Regions from separate parts of the Arachis hypogaea genome. Here region 2 is linked to region 1. Evidence: chromatin contacts called from public Hi-C data. All regions are on one chromosome and are shown on one strand. Each heading gives the region's core, a stretch centred on a gene start, on an enhancer-like site or on the middle of the called end of the contact. The rest is flanking DNA. Distances are from core to core; before and after follow the strand shown. Region 1 holds the start of LOC112727855. Region 2 has its middle 36 kb from the start of LOC112727855.

Region 1 (7,425 bases), core at 3,092-5,591:
ATGAGTCATGGTAGCAAAGGAAAAAGCTCCGGTTATGCCTACAATTGCATTGCTCAGATGAAGTTTTCCAGCTCTAAAATCACCAAGCCAATCGATCAGAACTCTAACAGGCAGCGAATGGTTAAAGAATATGTCCTCATCGCCCAGACGGAACATGGACAGCCGAAGCTCGTTCAGAGCAGCGAGATTGCGGCCGTTGTCATTGAGACACCTTGGGAAAACACGAGCAATGAAGCAATGCATAGTGATACTGATTTGCTGAAGCATGGATGCTTAAGGTGCTTGTCCAATGAAAGATGCTTGTGCAGCAGTTCAGGAGAAAATGACGTGTGTACCACCAAAGTTATACTCCCAGGTGGTGTTCATGGATCACCAAACAAAGGTGAACCGTCACCATTGATATTTCGGTGGAGAACTGGTGGTTCATGTGATTGTGGGGGTTGGGACATTGGTTGCAAACTGCTTGTCCTCTCTAACCAGAAGCAGCAAAGTTCAGACGTTCCGAAATTTCCAAAACCTTTCCATGACCGTTTTCAACTTTATGCCGAGGTACAGCTTCCACACTTCTTATATATGTCAATTTAGTTATTGTCACACTAATTAAAAAGAAAAAAGGCGTAAAATCAAGAATTGATTACAAAACTGCTGGTCAACATTCTCTTATTTAGTAACAAATTTAGAGTGTAGATGTTTCATTGTTTATTGTACTTGGAATGTGCGGAGACTGGGGAATAAAGATATAACTTTTTAAATAAATGGCACTTTGAAATCCAAGGATGATATATGTATATATTTCAAAGTGAACCAAGAAAATTTTTCTATATTATGATCTGGATTGTTGTACTAGATAACAATTTCTCATAGCATACCTGTCATAACTCTCAGGAAGGAGATAAGCAAGACACACCCATTTTCGCCTTGTCACCGTTGAAGGATGGATTCTACTCGGTTGAGTTCCATTCATCAGTCACTTATTTACAGGCATTCTTCATCGCTGTCGCCGTTTTGAGCTGCCAGAAATTTCCAAGCTTTTTGGAAATGGGTAGCATGCTTGAAGATAACCTTAAGGAACCTAGTTCCAAGAACAACAACAGGCCTCAAGGAAAAGCACCCTTAAAGTACACTCCAATTCCACCACTCTCTCCTGTAGGAAGAGTTTGATTTGATGAGGGTTTTTTCTTTTTTTATTTATCTATTTTTTCTCCCGGTTTATAGTTAGCTTTTAATGATCTACAAGTAGCTGAGAAGAGTAGCAATTTAATGCACTTAAACACATTTCTCTAGCCCCTCCAAACTTTTTTCTTTCCACCCTTTTCATACATGCAATCTGGTATAGCATTAGTCCTTTCACCAGAGAACATGTTGTTGCAGATATGGTTATGCTCATTGTGCTCTTTTTATTCATTGTACAAAAGAAACCGCTGCAACATCAGCATCTTTGTACAAAGCAAACCTTCAATAAATGAAACCAGTAGGGTTTATCCTCTGCAGTATGAACTACAAAAGCAGTCTTATATGCTTGGAAGTGAAATTGTCCGGGGAAGTTTTATGTATTTGATGTATAAATCAACATATAAATTCACTTATGAAAATTTTAATCACATTTTTAGCCCCCAAATAAACATACCCTCAGTCAGATATTCTACTGCCATGAGTGAGGATAAATCAAAGTAAGAAGTATTTGTTGAATCACAAATTATGTTGATTTTTTGCATAAGGTGGTTCATTTCATTTCATTCCATTCATGATATGCAATGAGAGCAATATAAGTTTATAACCCGCAACGTAAAATTGTATCTCAAATTTGCAGAAATACGTCAGAGAAATATTCTGCGACAATGAAACTTATAACATGAGGTGTAAGAGCTTATAAATAAAGCAAATACTTATCATACATTATTATTTATTTGTTTAACTCCATCCTATGCATGAACATTATTTGTATTAAAGACTAGGGACAACTTAACAAATTTATTTGTATTTGAGCAGTGAAGTTATAAAACTTATAATCGACATTTTGGAGATGGTTGAAGACTTGAAGCTTTCAGCACAACCCAAAACAGAAATTGATAGAGTCATAGAAAATTAGAAAGTGTGATGTTAACTATATATGAAGGGAACAAAGGCAACTTCATATCTACATCCAAGTATTCATTCATAAGTCTATTGGGGAAGCATGATGGATACAAATATACCACTGGCCATCAATCTTCTCGAACACATTGGTTACAAATTGCCCTCCCCATCTTCCTCCTTTTGTCTTGACAAATTCCATGCAAGTAACATACCCCATATCCCCTCTAGCATGAACCTTGATGTCTTCTAGCCTAATTTCTAGTGGAAATTCATAGTTTGCCCAAACCAAATTCCAGCTCTCAATAACATCATCATAACCAGATATCCCTTTTAAACCAGGGTGAACACAGCACACCTCGTCTTTCTTCGACCACAGGGCTTGCATTGCTGCCAGGTCCCCATTTCTGAACGACTCATAAAACCGGCTGTTTATGCCGAATATTGTTGTCTTGCTATCTTTTTGGAGATTTTTGAGCGTATCCCTTATTTTTGCTGCTTTAGCATAGTTCTCTTCCGCAATGGCATTCCGTAACTCCTCCTCCAAAGTCTGTTCATCCAATGCGATGTTCTCACTACTCAAGATGCTCTCTGAGTCTTCACTTTTGACTCTTTGTTGCCTCCCTGATAGAAAACACAGGCACATATTAATGCGTAACTACAATCTGCAAAACAAGGACTAAAGAAACTTGGGGTTGTAGACACAGAAATCTGAACTCAATCAAAGTCAAGATATAACCAAAAAGACACTAGTCAACAACATAGAGACTACGCACTAATCATGATATTATCCAAAAAAAAAATGTCCCACCAATTCTCATTTTCACTTTTAAAAAAAGTTTTATGTAGATATACAATCATTTGTTGCCACTTCACCACCTAAAAGGTCTTATAAACGCTAATTGGATAATTGCGTAAAACCCTTTTTTAGGTCATATAAACGCTAATTAGATGATTGCGTAAAACTCTTCTAAACTATCAATGCATAAGCAATAAATTCTTAACTATAAGGTTTCAAGCAAAGATACTTACTGTATCCTTGCTTTTGCAAGTTTGGCCATTGAGTGGCAGGCAGAAGACACAGTTGGTCACTTCTTCCAAAACTTTTGCCAAAAACTAATCTAACTGGATTAGAGGAAGGAAGAGAAACATAATGAAGCTTCTGAAAGTTATTGATGAATGAACCCGGTAAGAAATTAAATTCCTTGATTGTATTAGAAGAAAGACCCTGCATACAAAATTACAAATCAAGCGTTATGAAACAAGAATTTTTTTTTTCTTAAAATTGAAAAAGATGACAAAATTATAATAATTTCAGGGGATGAGGGGAAAATGTGACTTTATGCTCAATCCACAGCAACTTATCATTCAAATTTTCTTCAACAATATTCACAGAAGGCCCTCTTAATTTAAAAAGGTCAAATGGCCCATATCATTGAAGATGCTTAAATTTTGCCAAAAGTTCCTGTTCATTCAGTTTAATTTAGGGTTTAGGGCCTAAACCCTAAGCAGTTTAATTCAATCTTCAATCAATCATGAAAATTCAATTTAATGTTCAATTCATCGCTACTGATCTTATCTGTTAAAATTCATCTGGAAACTTACATGTTACATCATAGAACCTCTCAATTCTATATATATTTTCGGAAATTTTGATATAAGTGAAAAAAGAAAAATGGTAGCTCACATTGATGAATATGGTTCCATGAAGCGCCATAGTTGGAAAATGCTGGTTCCAGAACTACAGCTGCAAGAAGAAAGCAAAACCTGAGTACTTGAAATCACAAGGAAGGTACGAAATATAAGATCAACAATCAAGTACATGTCACATGGTTTCTTCTACTGAATCAATACATGTTCACATATCAAGAAATGGGCATGCTACATGGAATATTGTTGAAGCACCAAAATGAGTATTCAAGAACAACAAAGGGGGAAACTTTAAGCCATTGGGTTTCAGATATTCAAAGCACTGATTCATTAAAGAAAGAAAAGAAAAAGGATCTAGTAGAATGATAACATAGTAGGAATAAGAAACAAAGAGAAAGTAAGAGCAAACATGTGAAGAAGAAGTTGAAAGAGAGAAGAGAGCAAGAAACCTTGGAGAGTAGAAAGGGCGAATGGAAATGGAAGAACAGAGATCAAAGGAGACTAGGCGCGCTGGTGAAGAAGGTGAGGTGCCAATCGTTGATTGAACGAAACAAAAGCCAGAAATATGAAAGAGGTAAGATTGTAAGAATGAAGGAAACGGTGCCGTTTATTTCAGCAAAACCCTAAGATAGGATCTATTTTATTTTTCTCAAATGAAAGATTAAAAAAAATAAAAATAAATTATGCAAACGATGTACTGTTAAAAATTTATTAAATTACAATGTATTTTAATTAAACATAAGAAAATTTAAATGCTATAATTAAATTCTTTTTAATTTAAAAATATTTTGTGCGGTTGAAATAATTATATTAATTATATTTTAAAAATATTTTAGTGTTCGATTATTTTTTTATAAAATATATAATTAATTTTATCATTTAAGTTAAATTATTTTATTAATTCTCATATTTTTCTTAAAATTTATAACTAGGTCCATGCATTCTAAAAATTTTTAGATAGGTCTGTGAATTTGTAAAAAATTTTTAAAAAAAATCTATATTGTTCAAAAAGTATCAACTATTTTTTTTAAATATTGAGTTCAGTTAGGTGTTATCTTCCAAAATGATATATTGTACTAAATTGTGGGGTACCGCAATAATTCTTTTAAATTCTAAAATAACAAAACGATAACGCTGTTTTTTATTTTCAAAATTTAAAAAAATAAAAAACAAAACGGCAATGTTATTTTCTATTTTAATTTAAAAATATATAAAAACAAAATTGGATTGCCTTTATACTTTAATAATTGGGTAAAACACTCAAATGAAAAAACATTACATGCATGTCTCTATGCATATAACTATATAAATCGAATGAGCGCATGTCGATTTAGTATGTTTGAATGTAAATCGATACAAGCAGCTTCGATTTACCAGGGGAGCACATGGTTTTGAGCTTACCCATAGTAAATCGATACAGACATTGTCGATTTAGCCTATGATCAGTCATAGTAAATTGAAACAAAGCAGTTCGATTTATATATAACGTGGTTCCAATGTAAATCTATGCCCCTAATTTGATTTACATGCATACCTTCTATATATCGAATTTGAATTACATTTCACTACTATTCTGAAGACTACCTAAAACGTTGGTTTGGGTCTGAACGTGAGGTCTAGATCTCTTTGTGTGGCAGCGTCCGACTTGATATGCGGATGTGCCGTCTGTCCGAGTTCCTCGTGAGGAGGTGGGAGGTGGTACCTGTAAGAGACTCCAATGGTTAAGTTAGCAAGGGCTTTGAACAGGTTTTTAGTAGATTAGAACATGAGTTATACTTGGGGGTGCCAGTGTATTTATAGTAGAGTAGATAACCACCTTTATTGGAGTATATCTATCTTTTTTTATAGGTAAGCGTTCCCTTTATCTTGGGAGTTTGTTGGGATCTACCTTTTAGAAGTAGAAGTAGTTGGAGAGATTTAAGGAGGCAGTTACTTGTTTAATCAAGCAGGACTGGACCTTTGTGTTTTTGTCCGACCTCTTTAAAGAGGTCGGGTTTATGGTGAGGTCCACCTTTATTGGTGGGTCTTTTATCTTTATTGGGCCTGGCTTTTATCTATTTGGGCCAGAGTATGAACAGTGCCCTTGCTTAACTCCGTTCCTTTGTAGAGGTCGGGATCGAGCATTTTGCGACTTCTGTTGTGGACGTCGGGCCTAGTTTGTCGGGGATGTCCGATTTATTTGAATTTTTTAAACGTTGAGGCTTTTACTGTTGAGCGAACGTTTGCGCGGCAATTGTTCCTTGGGTTCCGTGCACGTTTTAATGAGGAGTAAAGGAGTTATTTGGAGCTGTTTTGGCTTCATTGTTTCTTATAAAGAGTCTTCATCAGTTCCTCTTTTCCCCCTTTCTCTGTTTTCTAAAAGAACCGCTTTGTTTTTCCTGTGCCTGTGTGATTCATCCACTTCTGTTTTGCTTTCAAGATTTTCTTTCGTGGACTTCTGTGGCATTTCCGCTTTTGTCGTTTTGAAGAGAGGAACGTTCGTGGCACTTGCTGTTTAGACATGCTTTTCCCTTTTCGCAATCTTCTTCAAGGTTGGTTTCGTCTTCTCTTTTCTCTTGAATTCTTATTTTGCTTGGGTTTGGTTTTCTTCTTCTGAGCTTTCTCCTTTTGCTGTTGTAGCCTCCTTTCCTTTAAGGGAAGTTTTTGCTTTTTGCGCTGTTTGAGTGAAATATGTTTCTTAGAAAAGATTTTTAAAAGGCTCTTTTTTCGAGCTTTCTTTTGTGTATGGCTGTGGCTGTAATTCTGTTGATATATGTATTGCGTTGCCTCAAATGGTGTTGCTTCGATGCGAGGACATTGTATGGGAGAAACGCCATTTAACTGTTTGAAATAAGCCTTTTGAAAGAAGTAGTTTCTTTTTTAATTTTCCCTGTTTGTCCGACCTTTTTTGTACGAGTTCCGACTTCTTGTAGTAATGGTCTTCTTTACTTTTTGTTTGTAGGTGTAGCGTTTATGTCTCGCAAAGTTATCTTGAACATGTCAACTAAGATTCCCCCTGCTCTTTGGGTTTAGGTAGATAGAATTTTTTTAGCTTGTGTCTCGGTAATCGATAAAGAGTACTGTGATACGTTTCGTAGACACCATAGTATTTGTTAGAATAAGGAGGATGAGAGGAGCTATGTTTTAGAACCACCCGATCCTATAGTTGAGTCCGAATACCCTTTCTTTTACGCATATAATTGCTTTTTCACTAGGCTAGGTGTCCGACTTCCTTTCTCCGACTTTGAGATAGAGGTGTTGCGATCTTTTAACCTTGCCCCTTCTCAACTACACCCGAACTCTTGGGATTTCATGAAAATATTTCAACTCTTATGTCGAAAATTGGACATTCAGCATACTTTGAATGTTTTCTTTTACTTTTTTGTGGCCACCAAATCGTACAGCTCCACCAAGAAGTCAGGATAGATATCTTTTCGAGCTGTTCAAGGTTAGAAGGTTTTTTCTATCTTTGACGACTCTTTTCATGACTTCAAAAACCACTTTTTAAGGTCAAGAGTTCTGTAGGTGTCCAACCTTTCTTCTTATTCGAGAACCAAGAACCCTTGTTTCCTTTATACTGACAGGACACCCTTGAGATTGTTAGGTGCGAACTGTCCGATTTAGATGATTTAGAAAGGGGTGTCGTAGACTTCATTCTGGGTACTTGGGGCCAAGATCCCCATTTGTACACAAAGAGGTATTTGTGCCCTGTTTTGTTTTTGC
Region 2 (7,425 bases), core at 1,449-3,948, 35 kb after region 1:
ATGTGGAGAAGGGTGTTGCCGAGATTCGGAGGGCCGATTAGATATGTTGGATAATGTAATTAGAAGGGGTCCAAAGTCAGTGTGGAAGCCACCATTTTGAGAGAGTTAGATGTGATGATAGAGGTGGTGCTGAAGAAGCATTGGGAAGATGAAACAAAGAAGGGTATAGTGGTAATTGTAGAGGAAGATTTAAATGAATGGAGAGAAGAAATTTTAAATTTGGAAGAAAAACTTATGCATTGGACTGATTGGAAGGAGTTAAAAGGAGGTGTTGATTTGGTGGAATCTTCAAATTTAAATGATGATGTGTTGCGAGAATTGGACCAGTCAATAAATTGATAAAGTCATTGGTTCAATAATTTATTGGTTCGATCGGAGTTCAACTGAAATTTAATCAATTTAATTAAATATTAAATAAAATTATTAAAAAATTTATATATAATTTTAAATATATAAATTAAACAATTTTTAACCTATATATATAACTGGGGTTCTAAATTAATTTTTTGGAATTCTTGAACCACATTGTCTTGTGGTTGTTGATCACTTTATGATTGTTCCATCTTTAATATACAACAAAAAAATAACAAAATTAACTCAGCAAAAAAATTTGACAGAATCATTCAGTAACTCACAACTTAGACATTCCATAAACTACTAAATAAACAACAGTAAAACCAACAAAAATAAGCAATTTACAACTCAGCTAATCAATAACTCAATTTCAAACAACAACAAAATAATTCCAAACAACAGTAACTAATAACTATCTAGTAATCTATTAAAAAATATTTTTTTCTCTTCATCATGGCATGTACCTATTATTAGATGTCTTAAATATTTAAATAATATTACTTTATATGCTATAATTTTTGAATGATTATTGTTTACATATTGATGAGATTTTTTTTTGTTCTTTATTAAGCTTCTATATCTGCCTTGGTTATGAATGGAATAAAGTAAAACCATTAAACTCAGACATTCAGTAACTCACAACTCACAATCTAGCTAATCAGCAACTCAATTTCAAACAACAGCAAAAATAATTCCAAACAACAGTAAAACCACTAAACTCAGACATTCAGGGACTCACAACTCACAAACCAGCTAATCAATTTCAAATTTCAAATTCTTTGTGGGTGGCTAGGGTTCTTTGTTCTTTCAATTTCAAATTTTCTTCAGTTTCAGAGAGGAGAGGGGTGGGAATATGATTGGGTTTCAGCTTCAATTTCAAAATCCAAGTATTATCAAAATCTAAGGCACAGTGCTTACCAGCGGCGAGGAGGAAGGGGAGTGACAGCGATGACAGAGGAGACGACGATGATAGAAGAGAACGGCAAGGCGATTAGAGACGACGACGGAGTACACCTTCATGCAGGGACGCCAACAGCTCCAAGAAGGCATTCGTGCAACGTCGAGGAAAAGAGGATCGAGGAGAAGCGAGCAACCTTCCACAGGCGACCCCGCCGGCGGCGATAACTCCCGGAAGAGAAAAGTTTAGCGATAGGATGGTGGCTGGGCTGGGTTTGTTAGAGATTAGGGTTGGGTTGCGCAGTGTGTGAGAGAGAGAGAGAGATAGAGAGAGGGAGGGGCGGGGCAGGTACCGATAATTGTGAATATTTTTATTTATATACATATAGATCACTGAACCGGGAAAAACTAGGTCGGTTCCGGGGTTCACCAGTTAACCGTCGATTCGTCCGATTCTTGAGCCGATTTTTTTCTTTTGCAAAATGGTTTTCACATCAATCAAACTGGATAGATGAGCGGTTTCTAGTTAACCCAATCGAACCAGTTGGTCCAGTTCAATTTTCAGAACATTGGTTTTAGATCGTACAATATCATGGTGCTATAATAATAATAATAATAATAATAATAATAATAATAATAATAATAATAATAATAATAAAAGTTCTGAAAATTGGACTGGATCGACCGGTCAAACCGGTCTAACTGCGAATCGGTAGCTTTGGTAGGTCAGTTTACTAATAGAAATTGCTATTTTAAGAATCGGATAAGAATCGTTGAATCGGCCGAGAACCAGCCAGTCGGATTGGACTGGAATCCGGCTAGTTTATAAGAAACAACGTCGTTTCCTTTGTTGAAAGAAAAAAAGGGATTGCATGCGTTGTCCCTGTAACAGCTCAGACCACCCGCTAGCACGATATTGTCCGCTTTGGCACACAAGGCCTCACAGTTTTGTCTTTGACGATATGGATGATAGCCGAAGCCCCCCACACTCATTGGTCAAAACGCGTTATGCTAGGGAGAGGTATCCACACCCTTATAAGGCATGCTTCGTTCCCCTTCCCAACCGATGTGGGACCTTACAATCCACCCCCCTAAGGGAGCCCAGCGCCCTCGCTGGCAAATCAATCCGGGCTCCGGCTCTGATACCATCTGTAACAGCCCAGACCATCCGCTAGCACGATATTGTCCGCTTTGGCACACAAGGCCTCACGGTTTTGCCTTTGACGATAGGGATGATAGCCGAAGCCCCCCACACTCACTCGTCCAAAATGCATCATGCTAGGGAGAGGTATCCACACCCTTATAAGGCATGCTTCGTTCCCCTCCCCAACCGATGTGAGACCTTACAGTCCCCCTGCCCCTCCAACTCCTTCCTTTAGCAAACTGCCCCTAGCCTGTTCTACCAAAGAAAGCAAACCCTAGCCTCCACAACTCACTATCGTTGTCTGTCAGAGTGAGTGGCTGTTGCTGCCGTCTGTCACACTCAAGAACTTCCATCTTCGTGCTATCGAGCCTCTTGCTGGATCCTCCGCATCATGTGCTCGCGTCTCACCTCTCTTCTCTATGCTCGGCTGCTTGTGCCTCCCTCCACCAGTGAGTGCTCGAGCTGTGCATGTTGGTTGCTGCTCGTCATCCGTGGTTATGTCTGCTCGATTTTGCCTCTTAGTCTCACTCGATTCTCGTCTTAGTCGCACTGCTGGCATCTCATGGTTCGTCTATCTCGTCGCCAGCGTCAAAAGCAACTCGTGGGGTTGTCTCTTGCCTTGTCACCTTCCACGGGGTGGTCGCAGACTCGCCGTCAACCATTGGTGAGTCCCTGCACCATCACTTTCCCTGTTCTCTCTTTTCTAGATTTTCCTTCTCCCTATATTTTTGCATGTTACTGAATTTCTAATCAATAAATTTTCCTTGTTGCTAATCTAAATGTAGCTAATAATTGTGACTGAACTAGGACTTGTTAAATTTGTTGCTGTAACTGGAATTTGTTGCTTTCTAGTCGCAAAATCAGAACAGAGCCACTCTAGTTCCAGGGAGTTTAGACACAGCAGCGGCTGGTCACTACCACTGCATCCTGCTCTCCTGAATTCTTGCTCTATTCTTCGATTTAGGTTCTCATATCACCTTTTCTTTTCTATTTTAGTTAATTTAGGATTAGTTATATGTTGATTCTAGTGTTAATTTGATTTGGTTAGGATTATTTGCTGCTGTTAGTTGAGTTTATGTTAGAATGAAGATTTTCTAAATAGAATTAGTGTTAGTTTATATATAGTTAAATATGCTATTAAGAGCTTCTTGAGTTTGAATTTCAAATTATTTGGATTGATTAACTGATACTTTGCTGAGTCACTGTAAAATGCTGCTGATTTTTTATGTCATTGATGTTGAATTTTGAATTGGTGTTGCAAAGAATGCTCGTTAGTGTTATTTTGTGTTATTTATGCTTTTGCACGCCAAGTGTTTGACAATATGCTTCAAAGAGTTTTAATGAAAGTTTTAGCTCAATCTTTGAAAATCAATGCTTGTTTGTACATGATTATTGTTATTATGCATTGATGATTGAGTATGATATGTTTCTTATTGACCAAAATTTTTTTAAAAGTTGTGAATGATTGAAGTTCCTTTGTCTAATAGTACAAGATTAATGAAATTAGACCTATGTAATCCAATTATGTCAATTTTGTATGCTTATTTAGTTTTGGATAATATTGGAAATGAATTTCAATTATTGAAACTAATCTTGTGGTATTGTTTAAAGGAAATGCATAGTTCATCTCGCTTATCCCTTTATATATGTTAATTGATAGAGTAAATATTCAAATTGGTTTAAGACATGTAGGATACCAAATCAATTACTTCCAAGATTTTTAATATTGAGTTATTTTTTTTAGAACAAAATAATCATCAATTTAAGGACCAACTGGTATTTAAATATAGATTAGACTGAAGGACTGAACTGGCACCATTTTAAATAGAGAGACCAAATTGATGTATAAAATGTTTAGAGTGTAAAGGACTAACTTGATGGTGCTAAAATCTTTGGAGAACTAAATTGAGCTTTAACTTTCATTTTATATATGTTTCATTTCATATCATTTCATATGCAAATCTGCAGCAAATTTTTTCATATTTTGATGATTGATGACACTTTTATGTTGGCATTTCATATTTGAATTTAAGTTTATAGTTTTCATGTATTGAATTTAAGTTTATAGATCTTAAGACTTTGGTTGATGACTTTTCATGTATTGTTTTAAATTTAAAAGATATTTAAAAATTTATATTAGACTATAATTATGTTTTAGAGTGTTTATTTATAATTTTATTATAGAACAAATTTTTTGGTTAGACTACAGTTGGACCGATTGGATTAGTAAACCAGTGAACCAATGACTAGAGCAGTTCGATGACCAGTCCGATTTTCAGAACCTTGATAATAATAGGAGTAATGTAAATCAATATATGTTAAATAGCAATAATGATGATATGAAGCCAACAAGCTATAGCTCAAATGGCATAGTCTCTCCATCCTCACTTAAAGGTCTTGGGTTCCAATCTCACTCTTAACTTTAGAAAAAAAATGATGATAGGAGTGTAAGGGAGGATTCTAGGCTCAATGTGTTATGTCAATTGAATTAAAGGTGAGTAGTATGAGTTTGGGCCAAACAAAAGGAGGTCAAAAGAGGGATGGGCTGGTTGGAACTTCTAAAATCCAAGTTGAAGTAGGACCACGTGATTTTGTGATGGGTCGGGTTCATGCGGTGGCTGAATGTCAAATTGACGTAGTTGCAAACAAATGCAAGAAGGTGTAGAATAAAGTCAACGAAGGTGATGTTGAATGCGCAGGTTCGATGACGAAGCGATCCACTGTGCTAATAAGGGCAGTCCCGATGATGATGGATGTACGAGAATAACAAAGAGGAAGGGCGTAACTCATGGAGTAAGGAGTGACGCTAAAGATCGAGGTGAACGTGCGATGCCATTGAACAGTGTCGATGGTCATGGGTGTGATGTTTTTATGAAAAAAGATAAGATGGAGTCTCGAAGAGCAAGAAAAGAGGAACTAGATGGCACTAGAGTGGAGTCTTCCATAGATATTGACAGTGGTCAAGAATGTTCGGAGAATTTGATGATGAGAGTGGACGTCGGAATGAGAGTGAAGCCGTTGTAAAGGAATGAGTATGAGAATGAAGGTAATGAGGCTATTGAGTATGGAGTGGACCATAAAGTGAATGATGTCCGTGATGATTATGACGGCGAAAGTATGCGGCACCTGAATGTTGTTAGAGACATTGAGGGTGCGGAAGATGAGACAAAAGATTTGGATAACTCTGATTTAGATGTAAACAGTGACACTGGAATATAAAAAAAGCAAACGTCTTGGGAGAACTAGTAGTTGAGTCAGAAATAATCCAATTTGATGAAGAAGAAGATATCATAGCAATTTTACAAGAGCAAAATGAAGCACTAGCACTAAAGAAGAGACATGCAAAGCAAAAGGAGAAAGCAAAGAGGTGCAGGCCAAAAAACCGATTATAGGTGTGGAAAAAGAATTTAAATGATTTTAGTTTGTGGAATGTTAGGGGGTTAAGGGTGTAGGCAGGTTGTCTATGGTGAAAAATTTTAAAATTAAATATAGATTGAATTTGATAGGTTTAATTGAGACTAGAAAAGAGGTGGTGACGAAGTTTGACGTCATAAGGATCTAGGGGAATGATGGGGCAGGTTGGAAATTTGTTGGTTCTGATGGAGCATCTGGAGGTTTATTATTGGTGTGGGATGAAAATATTTTTAGGAGAGATAACTACTATAAAGGAGATAGGTGGTTATGTATTGAGGGGACTTTATTACAGAATAATTTTAAATGCGCTTTTTGTTTTGTATATAGAGCTCATGTAAGATAAACTTGTTGTATTGGAAGAATTGAGCTATATTGCTGGATTAAGTTAAGTGCCATTTTGCTACATGGGAGACTTCAGTGAGATTTTACAAGTGGAGAAAAGGAAAGGAGCTACTAGTTTGTTGGCATCTACTATAGAGTTTAGGAGTTGGGTACAAGATATGGAGTTAGTGGACTTATCGCTCAATAATTTCAAGTTTACATGGTTCAGAGGTCACTCTTGTAGCCGTATTGACAGGGTTATGGTTACTACAAAGTGACTAGAGGAGTTCTCAGAGACTTGATTGATAGGAGGACCTAGGAACTTGTCTTATCACTGTCCTATAGTAGTGGAACTGTGGAAGATACAAGGATGTGTGGAGGTCCAGGATTGTTTAGAAGCCTTGATTCATGGTTTACTCATGGTGGGTTCTTGCAAATGGTGAAAGAACAATGGAGGGGTTTAGAGGGTGTTCAATTTACTGATAAGTTAAAGGCTTTGACGGTTTCACTCAGTAGGTGGCATAAAGAGAAAGTTGGTAATATTGATAAGAAGATAAAGCAGTTTGAGGATGACATAAAAAAGGTTGATGATAAAGTTATGGAGTACATGACGGAACAATGGAAGCAAGAAGAAAGGCGTTAGTGAGATGTTGCAAGAGATGATATATCAGGAAGGAGATACATTAAAAAACAAATGTCGCGATCTTGGCATGCAAAAGTGATGGACAAGAATACTAGATATTTTCATAGCATTGCTTCAGCCAGATGTAGAAATAATAGAATTTTTGCACCGGTAATAAATGAAAGAGTGGTAAGAAATCAGGTAAGGATCAAGATTGCAATTATGAATTTTTACAAGAGCTTGTACCATCAGGAAGTCTCTCCTAGAATTGGTTTTTGTGATGGATTGGTCAGTCGGATCAATGAAGAAGAGTCTATATCTCTGGAGGTTTTGTCGTCAGTTGAAGAAGTGAAGGAGGCAATATGGGATTGCGAGTCAACTAAGGCACTAGACAGTGATAGTTACAATATGAATTTCATCAGTATGTGTTGAGAAGAGATTAGGAGTGAGTTCATTGCAATTGTGATGAGTTTCTTTGAGATAGCTAAGCTGCCAAAGGATTCAAACATTACCTGGGTGGCTTTGGCACCAAAATTTGTTGGAGTAAAGGAGATTAAATACTTGTGGCCGATTAGTATGGTTGGCGGTGTATATAAGGTGATATCTAAAGTGTTGTCTAGGAGGTTGAGAAGGGTAATGCCAAGATTAGTCGAGGAGACACAGAGTGCTTTTG

The links. Hi-C and Micro-C count contacts between places; a contact is called where the count stands out from the background.
Region 2: a contact with region 1 is called in a Hi-C map of leaf, with 1.9 times the contacts expected there. The contact joins the enhancer-like site here to the promoter of LOC112727855 in region 1. A contact is called at or near these places in 2 of 8 Hi-C or Micro-C datasets (both in leaf).

Annotation. Positions count from the first base shown.
Region 1 is chr12:99,739,222-99,746,646 of arahy.Tifrunner.gnm2.J5K5, forward strand. LOC112727855 reads right to left here and starts at 4,342. Exons shown (of 4, transcript XM_025777777.3): 1 at 4,173-4,342; 2 at 3,761-3,820; 3 at 3,106-3,301; 4 at 1,963-2,697. The coding sequence starts at 3,790. The coding sequence ends at 2,156. LOC112727854 reads left to right here. Exons shown (of 3, transcript XM_025777775.3): 2 at 1-549; 3 at 886-1,505. The coding sequence ends at 1,161.
Region 2 is chr12:99,776,338-99,783,762 of arahy.Tifrunner.gnm2.J5K5, forward strand. No RefSeq gene overlaps it. Among protein-coding and RNA genes, the nearest start is that of LOC112727855, 36 kb to the left of the region's middle. Within about 2 kb of position 2,699, at least 1 of the 3 cell types and tissues checked has open chromatin away from gene starts, as enhancers often do.